2 separate regions of the Mus musculus genome follow, and region 2 is linked to region 1. The links are chromatin contacts, called in public Hi-C maps. All regions are on one chromosome and are shown on one strand. The core of a region is the stretch at or near the end of the contact, and the rest is flanking DNA. Distances in the headings are between cores, read along the strand shown. Region 1 overlaps Nrxn3 (neurexin III). Region 2 overlaps Nrxn3 (neurexin III).

Evidence for each region. A called contact is a pair of places that touch in the nucleus more often than the background predicts.
Region 2: a Hi-C map of cerebellum shows a contact between it and region 1, with 3 times the contacts expected there. The contact joins two enhancer-like sites. A contact is called at or near these places in 3 of 484 Hi-C or Micro-C datasets (brain, cerebellar granule neurons and cerebellum).

What each region holds. Positions count from the first base shown.
Region 1 is chr12:89,552,954-89,557,090 of GRCm38.p6, forward strand. All of the region lies in intron 14 of Nrxn3 (neurexin III), which reads left to right. Among named protein-coding and RNA genes, the nearest start is that of Gm40537, 580 kb to the left of the region's middle. Within about 2 kb of position 1,993, at least 4 of the 459 cell types and tissues checked have an H3K27ac peak or open chromatin away from gene starts, as enhancers often do. A contact at or near this core is called in cerebellar granule neurons and cerebellum, where this site is marked.
Region 2 is chr12:90,083,855-90,087,991 of GRCm38.p6, forward strand. All of the region lies in intron 15 of Nrxn3 (neurexin III), which reads left to right. Among named protein-coding and RNA genes, the nearest start is that of Gm40538, 320 kb to the right of the region's middle. Within about 2 kb of position 2,262, at least 4 of the 459 cell types and tissues checked have an H3K27ac peak or open chromatin away from gene starts, as enhancers often do. A contact at or near this core is called in cerebellar granule neurons and cerebellum, where this site is marked.

The sequences.
Region 1 (4,137 bases), core at 743-3,242:
GAAGTATGTTTCAATATTTTGGGGTCTCAAGAAAAAAACTATTTCTCTTTAAGAAATTAAAAAATATTCCTATGAATTAATCTATTATACTCTGTCACCCAAATTAAAATAGCCATACTATTTTTTTTTAAAAATCATGACTTAATTTTAAGATAATGAGGAAGTTCAAGTATACAGAAATTAAAGAAAATCGTCTTTGCCATGGTAGTAAGTGTAAATGTTTTGTTTTATTTAATCAATTTTGCAATTTATAACATGGAAATTATATGCAACTATAAACAAATGAATATTTGAGAACCAGCTTCCATCTCCAGCCCCTCCCCATTTTTGTTTTCTTTAATGAAATCCACATTGTAAGTTAAAGTCTTTCCATTGGTGCTGGTGGTTCAGGGTGAGTGGGATGCTTATCATGGGGACTTGCTACTTACACGCATGATTAAATTCAGTTGTCAGGTTTGGACAGGAGAGATCCCCTCCTCTTCCCCAGGAAGTCTGTAGAGAAGGGCTGGGATGGAGAGGATATTCATTTTCCAGTTTATAGAAGAAGGGTCCATCCATCATGATCAAAGAAGAATATTTCATGCCGTCCACCTCTGGTGAGGGCTGCAATAAATATTCTATCCTCTCCCCAACTTTGTTTCCTGCTCTGATTAAAATTCACCTTATAAACAGATAGGATGGCTTGAGATTATGAAATCAAAACACACAAGAATTATTCAGTCTCTGTTGCTCATTTTCTCCTCTGTGAATAATTTCTGCTGACAGGTGACCAGTGAGGCCATCTGTCTCTTTATTACACAAGCCTGTGGTGGGTCCCGTCTCCTCTGCCCTGGAGTTAAATGAAGGTTTCTTTGACAAGAGAATAATATAGGCCAGCAAATGTAATGCGATTTTAGGACATTCATGATTTCTTTTTAGGAATATGAACACAAATATTTTCTTCCTATGATTGAAATGTAAGTATTTCTTAAAGATTCAGGTAGATACATATCATTAAAATAACCCAACCATTCTCAGTATTAGGAAGTCTAGAAAAACTACTAATGTTTCAGAATTTGTAGTGTCATTTTCTTTGAGTATTTCATTTATTTTGATCCATTCAAATGATTCATTGGGGGGGGGATGTCTATGTCATAATAGATTGCTTTATTGTTCAACATAGCCTCTAAATTTGATTAGGAAAATGAAATCTACGAAGTACCTCAGCTATAGATTTTGGAAAAAAATGATTTGAATGTAATGTTCACTTCTCTTTCTGTGTTAGTTCAGAGGGAAAGGATTTTGATTGTTTGTTTGTTTGTTTGTTTGTTTTAAAAGACAACTGTAAAACTAACAAACTATTCACCCACCTATTCATCACCATTTTGGTCATATCTGCACTTCACACATGTTATCCCTAGAGGAGATTATCCAGTGCCAATTGGAGGGGAACTCATCCCTAGACTGATAATGTTCTTCCGGTTATTTGTTGAAGTTTGCCAAATGACTAAAGACTTACGGAGTCCAGACAGGGAAGCCACTTTTCCCTTAGTGGAAATCTATTTTTATGATTCCTGTTCTACCATATGAATATAATCAGATAGAAATTAGAATGTACTAGCTAAGAAATGAAATAAAACTTATAAGAAACACTTTGGGAAACTTTTCTAAGACTTCAGACCACGGCAGACTAATCTATTTCCTCTTGATTCTGTTTATAGTCTTTCATTTGATTACCATTACCTCAACAGAGAGAACTGAGATGTAATCTTTGGGATAGCCGTCTCAAAAGTTACAGAGCTAGGAGACAGGGAACGGAGGTGGCAATCCAGCTTTACCTATGAGAAATGAGTTCCTTTCTCTATGATATCACCTTGTTGTATGCAAAGATACAAGGTAGGATTACAACCACATTCCCACAGAGGAATGCAATAGAATCCAGCCATAGTCTAGATGGCCAGACACTGGTCACCTAAATGCCTAGTGCTATAAGAGGATACTTGGCAAACAGGAGTATAGACAGATGGTGCCCAACCCACACATCTCTATTTATGTAGAGGCCCCCAGTGTTTGTGTTAGCAGGTTTGGATGTTAATAAAAGAAATTGTTTGTTCTTTCTTTTTATGCCTGCAATTCATTTTTAGTGTAGATTTAAAAAGAAGAATTTGTAAGATCACTAGATACCAAGAGACGTGTGAGCAAAGCCAAAAGTGTATTAGGTTTAAAAGGGAAAGCCTGTGCATACATTATAAACAAACAAACAAATAAACAAATAAATGTTTGCCATTTGTCCACTAGAGGGTACTGTGAGTCCATTGGTCAATTTAATGGATAGGATCTTTTTTTTTCTTTTTCTGCTTTTTTTTAAATTCCTCCTTTTCCCCATGTTGGTCAAGGGAAAATGGAGGGAATCAGGACTAAGAGGAGTAAACAGTGGATATTCTCAATGTGAGTTTTTTCTCAGTCATGACCCTTCTTTATAAGCAAGAAAATTAAACACATTTGGAGAGTTTCAACATGCTCTTGTCAGTGTCCTTGTTATAAACCATACTCATGTATTTTGATAAAGAGCATTGATACTCGGAATCAGGTAAGTTCCTGTTATGAGCAGATATTTCAACAGGAAGCACTGACAAAAATGCCTTTCCTCCTACAGACAGTGTGTGGGAAATAGATGGCATGAATGAGAAATGACTAAAATACCATCCAACTGAGTCTGTCATTTGAGGTTCCCAATGAAGGACGATCGCTTTTGAGATTGCTCTAGGACACATGCACAGCTCAACAAGTGCTTTCCTTTTCTTAAAGTCTGTTATCAACGAAAACAGAAAAGGCAAGGCATGACCCTGTAATTTCCTTGAATTTGTCCAAAGCACGAAGTTTCTGTCTGAATATTACTATGTACTAAACAAGATTCTGGGCAGTGGAAAGATGGAGATGAAAGATAAACTCCATCCCCCAAGAATTCTAAATCCAGGGGTATAACTCGCCAGTGGTTTGAGAGACATTATAAATAGAAATTAGAGGTAGATAAGAAGCTATTTAAATACTCAGCTATAGGATCTATTGTAGCCCCCCAATGTTTGGCATCCGAGAGCAGGGGCAGTAGGCAAGTAGATACACATCTAATATTGTACTCATCATGACCACTTGACCTCTTGCAACATTCAGTTCTCACTCTTAGCCTAGGGCTGCAGACCAAGAGATGTTAGCAACCTGGATGTCTGCTGGCTTCCACGTCTCTGTATTCCTTCTCTGGCACCTTAGAACCATTTGCCAGCTCTCCACTCTTTTGCCATATCTATAAAAGATACCAGCTCTACCTCCACTTTCCTTGCTGTTGACATGATGGCTCTCTCCCTTGATGCTGCTTCTTCAGTTACCAGTGGCTCTAGCTAGTGTGGCATGGATCACCTGCTTCTCTTAGGATGACATTCCACTGGGTGTGGCTGGGATTATTCAGGCACAAGCTTTTCCTACTGTAGGTGTCAGGATCCTAGGTACATTGAATTCCTGCACAAGATCACTAGGTGGTTTCTGGCAGCTTACATGGAAGTGGCACCACAGTGGTTACCAGTGATGGGTCTGGGGCTCTAAGGTAGCTTCCCCTCTATCTTTCAGACAAACACACCAAGGCCTCTGCCCCATTTATTTAGCACTGAAATGATGATTGCTAGTTCTTTGCCCTCAGGTCTAGAGCTGGGCAGCTGGATGCTGTTCTCAAACAAGGCTGTTCAAAGAATCCAGCACCAGGTACAGGAAACACAATGAGAGTCACTGGGACTTAATTCAATGTAGCTGGACCCCATTAGTATTTGTGTTTGTAGATGTGTCTATGCCTGGAAGCCATGAACATATGCTGGGCTGTTTGGAAACCCACCACTGAGAAACTGAAGCTGTATGGACGCTGGTGATACCAGGTAGTATGGATTCTCAGCTGACAAGCCACTAGGTAATGCACACAAGACACATGCCACACCAGGGGCCCAGAGGGAATCAAGCTGTTGACTATAATGGTGTTCATTCCACTCTCAAGGTACAGATGCTACACACAGCCCCACCCAGAAGATCCAGTTTGATTTTGAGCCTGAAGGATCAGTCTGCTGCCTTAGAGTAGGGTCCATTGCCTCATGAGCTGGGCATTCAAGCTGCTGTTGC
Region 2 (4,137 bases), core at 1,012-3,511, 530 kb after region 1:
GGAAGAGGAAGAAGAGGAGGAAGAGGAGGAAGAGGAGGAGGCTTCATCCTTATTTGAGGCTCCCAGTAAAGAAGAATGGTAATGAATGTTAATGGATTTTCTAACATATTCTCAAAGCACAACAGGATTGTCATCCTGATTGGCATTTTAGTTTATGGACACTCATACTGTTAAGTAATGTGCTCCCCAAAGCAGTGAATGAATTACACATTTACTCAATGGGTTTTCTCCCCAGCCCAGCAGTCTATGTGATATTGGTACCATAAGATAGTGGTGCTGCTATAGATTTCTGTTTATCGTGCCATGTGCCTATGTGGATATGACTGTGATGACCGTCTGAAGACCTTATTATTTTCATGAATACTTTTATCAAAGCAGTGTTTGTGAAGGAATTGCTGTCTGCCGTCTATCTGGTAGGGAGGTCAATTCCTCTCTGGAATTTGTAAAAGCAGTAAGCATCATCAATCATAGTCATCACAAGCAATTAAGTACCTAATTGTGCTTGGTGTTGCTTTTGCTATGGAAACAACAGACTTTGCAGGCATGCTGCCTACCCTTTTGGGGCTTGGAATCTACCAACTCAGTAGAAGACTGAAGAGTATAAAATGAGTGAGAACTGGGGCCAAAGTCAGTTGTCCTGAAATAGGGTTGCCCTGGAGGGAGAAGGGAGCAAAGGAGATTGAAATGAAAGAAGATGCCGAGACAGGATCAGGACAAAGCGGGTCACTCAGAGGAAAAAAGGTGACGTTTCTGGATTTCAATGACCTGGATTTTGTTTGTTAAAAAAAAAATCTAAAAATAACTGAAGAAAGGCTCTATTTATATATTGCAAGGAAAGGAATGAAGTGCTTGCTTCCTGTGGGTACCAACTTTGCTGAGTTCTGGTCTCCTTTTCTGTCCATATCAGAATGGCTCCCTCAAGGCTCTACTCTCCTATTCCAAGACAAGAATGGCTTTTAGTCCTCAATTTCCAGCTGTACTCTCCCCAGCGAAATGATTGCCTAAGTGTTTCTGTGTTTATATCTAAGGCTTATAACTCTTATTTCCTGCAGGAACTGGGAAGCATGTTCCCATGTTTCATATGCACTTTCAGTCAATCATGCATTTATAATCCAACTGGGAAGATGTGATTCAAACTGGATAGTCTGTTGTTGCAAGAGTCTGCTATAAAACTGATCAGTTGGCCAAGTTAGGTGATTTTTATTTTATTTTTTTTAGAAACTTCCTTGGCTTTCATTCTAGGGAGAAAGAAAGACAGAAAAGACCAGAAACCAACAACAGCAGGTGCTGCCAACATAGTATTCTTATCTTTGCTGATTTCAAGGGGAGAGCAAAAGAATATGTAATTGCTTCTCTGTGAGGCCGTTGGGATGCTGCCTGTCTCTCTGGCATTATCCACTTATTTCATCTAGGTAAGAAGAGAAGCAGAAACAAATTAAAAATGCATTTTCCCAAAGGCTTCTAGGACATTATTCAACACAGGTTCTCTTCCACCAGTGTCTGCTGGAAGTGTGTAAATATATATTTATTTATGGAAAATGGAATAAGGTCAAAGCCCTTCTGGATAGTTTCTCTTCTTCATTTATTTACTTTCTTATGCACACACGAAAAGACAGATGTCAGAACTGTATAGGAATTAACAGGCAGGATGCACAGCAGCTTCCTCTCCATGGGACTGGTGGAGGACACTCATTATTTAGGTCAAAAATGTCATATTACAAGTTTCTCAAAGGAGAAAATCTTGGGATTAGGAAGATGGCTCAGTAGATTATTTCAAATTCCCACCTAAGCATTGGGTGGCTACAAATGTCCATAATCCCAGCTTTGGAGTGCAGAGATAAACAGATTCTGGGGGTGGGGTGGGGGGAGATGGTTGCTAGTCACCCATCTTAGACAAAACAGCAAGTTTCTTGTCTAATGAGAGAGTTTTTTCTCAAGGGAATAATGTAAAGGGCAATAAGGGAAGATACCAGATGTCCTCCTATGGATTTTACATGTTTGCATGCAAGCATACTTACTGGGAAACTCATGTAAATGCAAGGCTCTCTCTCTCTCTCTCTCTCTCTCTCTCTCTCTCACACACACACACACACACACACACACACACACACACACACACACACACACTTTTCCAACTCAGGAAAAAATAGAGAGGTCTGTTCTCATTTTGACACTGGACAGATGGCAGCCTTCTGGCCCCACTGTGATGTCCTACCTGTGTGTGCTTTGTTTAGCTGGTCTCTCAGGATATGATTCTGACTCACTGTAGAATCCTTCTGTCCTGCTGTTATGCTCCACTATAGCTTTTCTCTACTGCTTCCCCAGGCTCCCAGGGTGTGGACATATTCCATATTGTCTCTTATGTGACCACCAACATGTTTACAAACATTATAGCATTTTAAACACTTTCAACTGTTCAGTAGCCACAGACATTCCTTATATCTAGCCGTAGGGATGGTCTGCCATCAACGTTATATAAATTTTCGCTAAGACAATAAGCCATTGACTTTTGCTGTGTCCTCTGTCATAGTAAAATCTTGCATACTCGTGTCTACTGGTCTTCGCTAGTATAACTAATAAAATGTATTTAATTTTTAAAATGAATTCTATTGCTTTTTCTTCAGTCTTTTGGTATTGATAAATATGAAGTATTTGGTTTACCCCTTTCTTCCCTTGCTCTCATTCAGAACCACGGAAGACATCCCTTCTCTTAAGTTGCTATCTCAGACCCTTAGAAACGCATACTTGTAACTCAATGGACTCCATCACACTTTGTTGATACAGTTGCATACCCTGTTCTACACATTTCTTTCTATGGTTTCAGCTACTTACAGTCAACTATGGTCTAAAAATAGTAAATTTAATCTTTCAGAAGTAAGCAATGCCTTGGTTTGAACTGTCCACGCTATGAGTTGTGTGACATTTCATGCCACCTGCCCTGTCCATTCCATCTGAATGTAAATGGTTCCTTTGCCTTCTGTCCCCAACTTCTGTAGTAGATATACTACCCTGGAGTATTCGTCTTAGTCTGTCAGATCAACTGGTGTGATATCACAATGTAAGCATTTGGTTCATGTTTATTCAATCATGATCCTAAAGCCCAAGAGGAGTGATGGTGTCAAGGAGTGGAACACGAAAAGTTTAAATCTAGTGCTCTATGGTAATGCTTCCAGGCATGTAGGGAAAACATGTAGCTTACACAGGGCTTGTTAGTGCCTGAGGTTTCAGCTATGCCCTTGCAGGGGCAGGAGAGGGGGGTCCTGAAAAGTAGACCTATAGATAAAGAGAACTAGTGAAATTTGACTTTGTATATTTGTGGGTATATTTATGTATTTTATTATAATTTGTTGATATCTGCAAGTATTGAGATCTTGTGTTGTTTTTCTCTGTTTTCAGATTTAAGACTACATATATATATATATATATATGTATATATATATGTGTGTGTGTGTGTATGTATATATATATATATATATATATGTATATATATATATATATATATATATATATATGTATATATATAGTGTGTGTGTGCGTGTGTGTGTGTGTGTGTGTGTGTGTGTGTGTTGTACATGCATTCATGTGTATAACTATGCACGCTCATGTCCTCACAGACACAAGGAGAGAACACTACATGTCCATCTCAATTTTTCCACTTTATTCCCTTGAGATACTATCTGTCACTATACCTAGAGCTAGGCTGGTAGCATGCTAGCTCTACCAATCCTCCTGTCTCCCCAGCATTGGGGTTACAGACATCTCCTGTTTATGTGAGTCCTGTGGATGTCAAGCTCAGGTTCTCATGTTTGAGGAGGAAGTTTTCTTACTTTCTTAGAGATATCTCAAGAGCTCAAAGGAATACTTTGAGGTCATAATCAGTGCAAGATAGAGATCAAGGTTTTGGGTGTTTGTTTGTTTGTTTTATTTTTTGTTTTTGCTTTGTTTTGTTTTTTTGTGGTCTAGGCCTCTAATAGAGATAACTCACAGTAGCTTAATGACTAGGACAAGAATGATTGCTCTGCCCAAAGGTGACTGTTCTCTGGGAAGCCAAGTGAGTTCATAATCTGGACTCTGTTACCCTAGCAATTATGTGTAAAGGATGAGTGACTGATCCAGATATAGACAGTTTAAGAACTT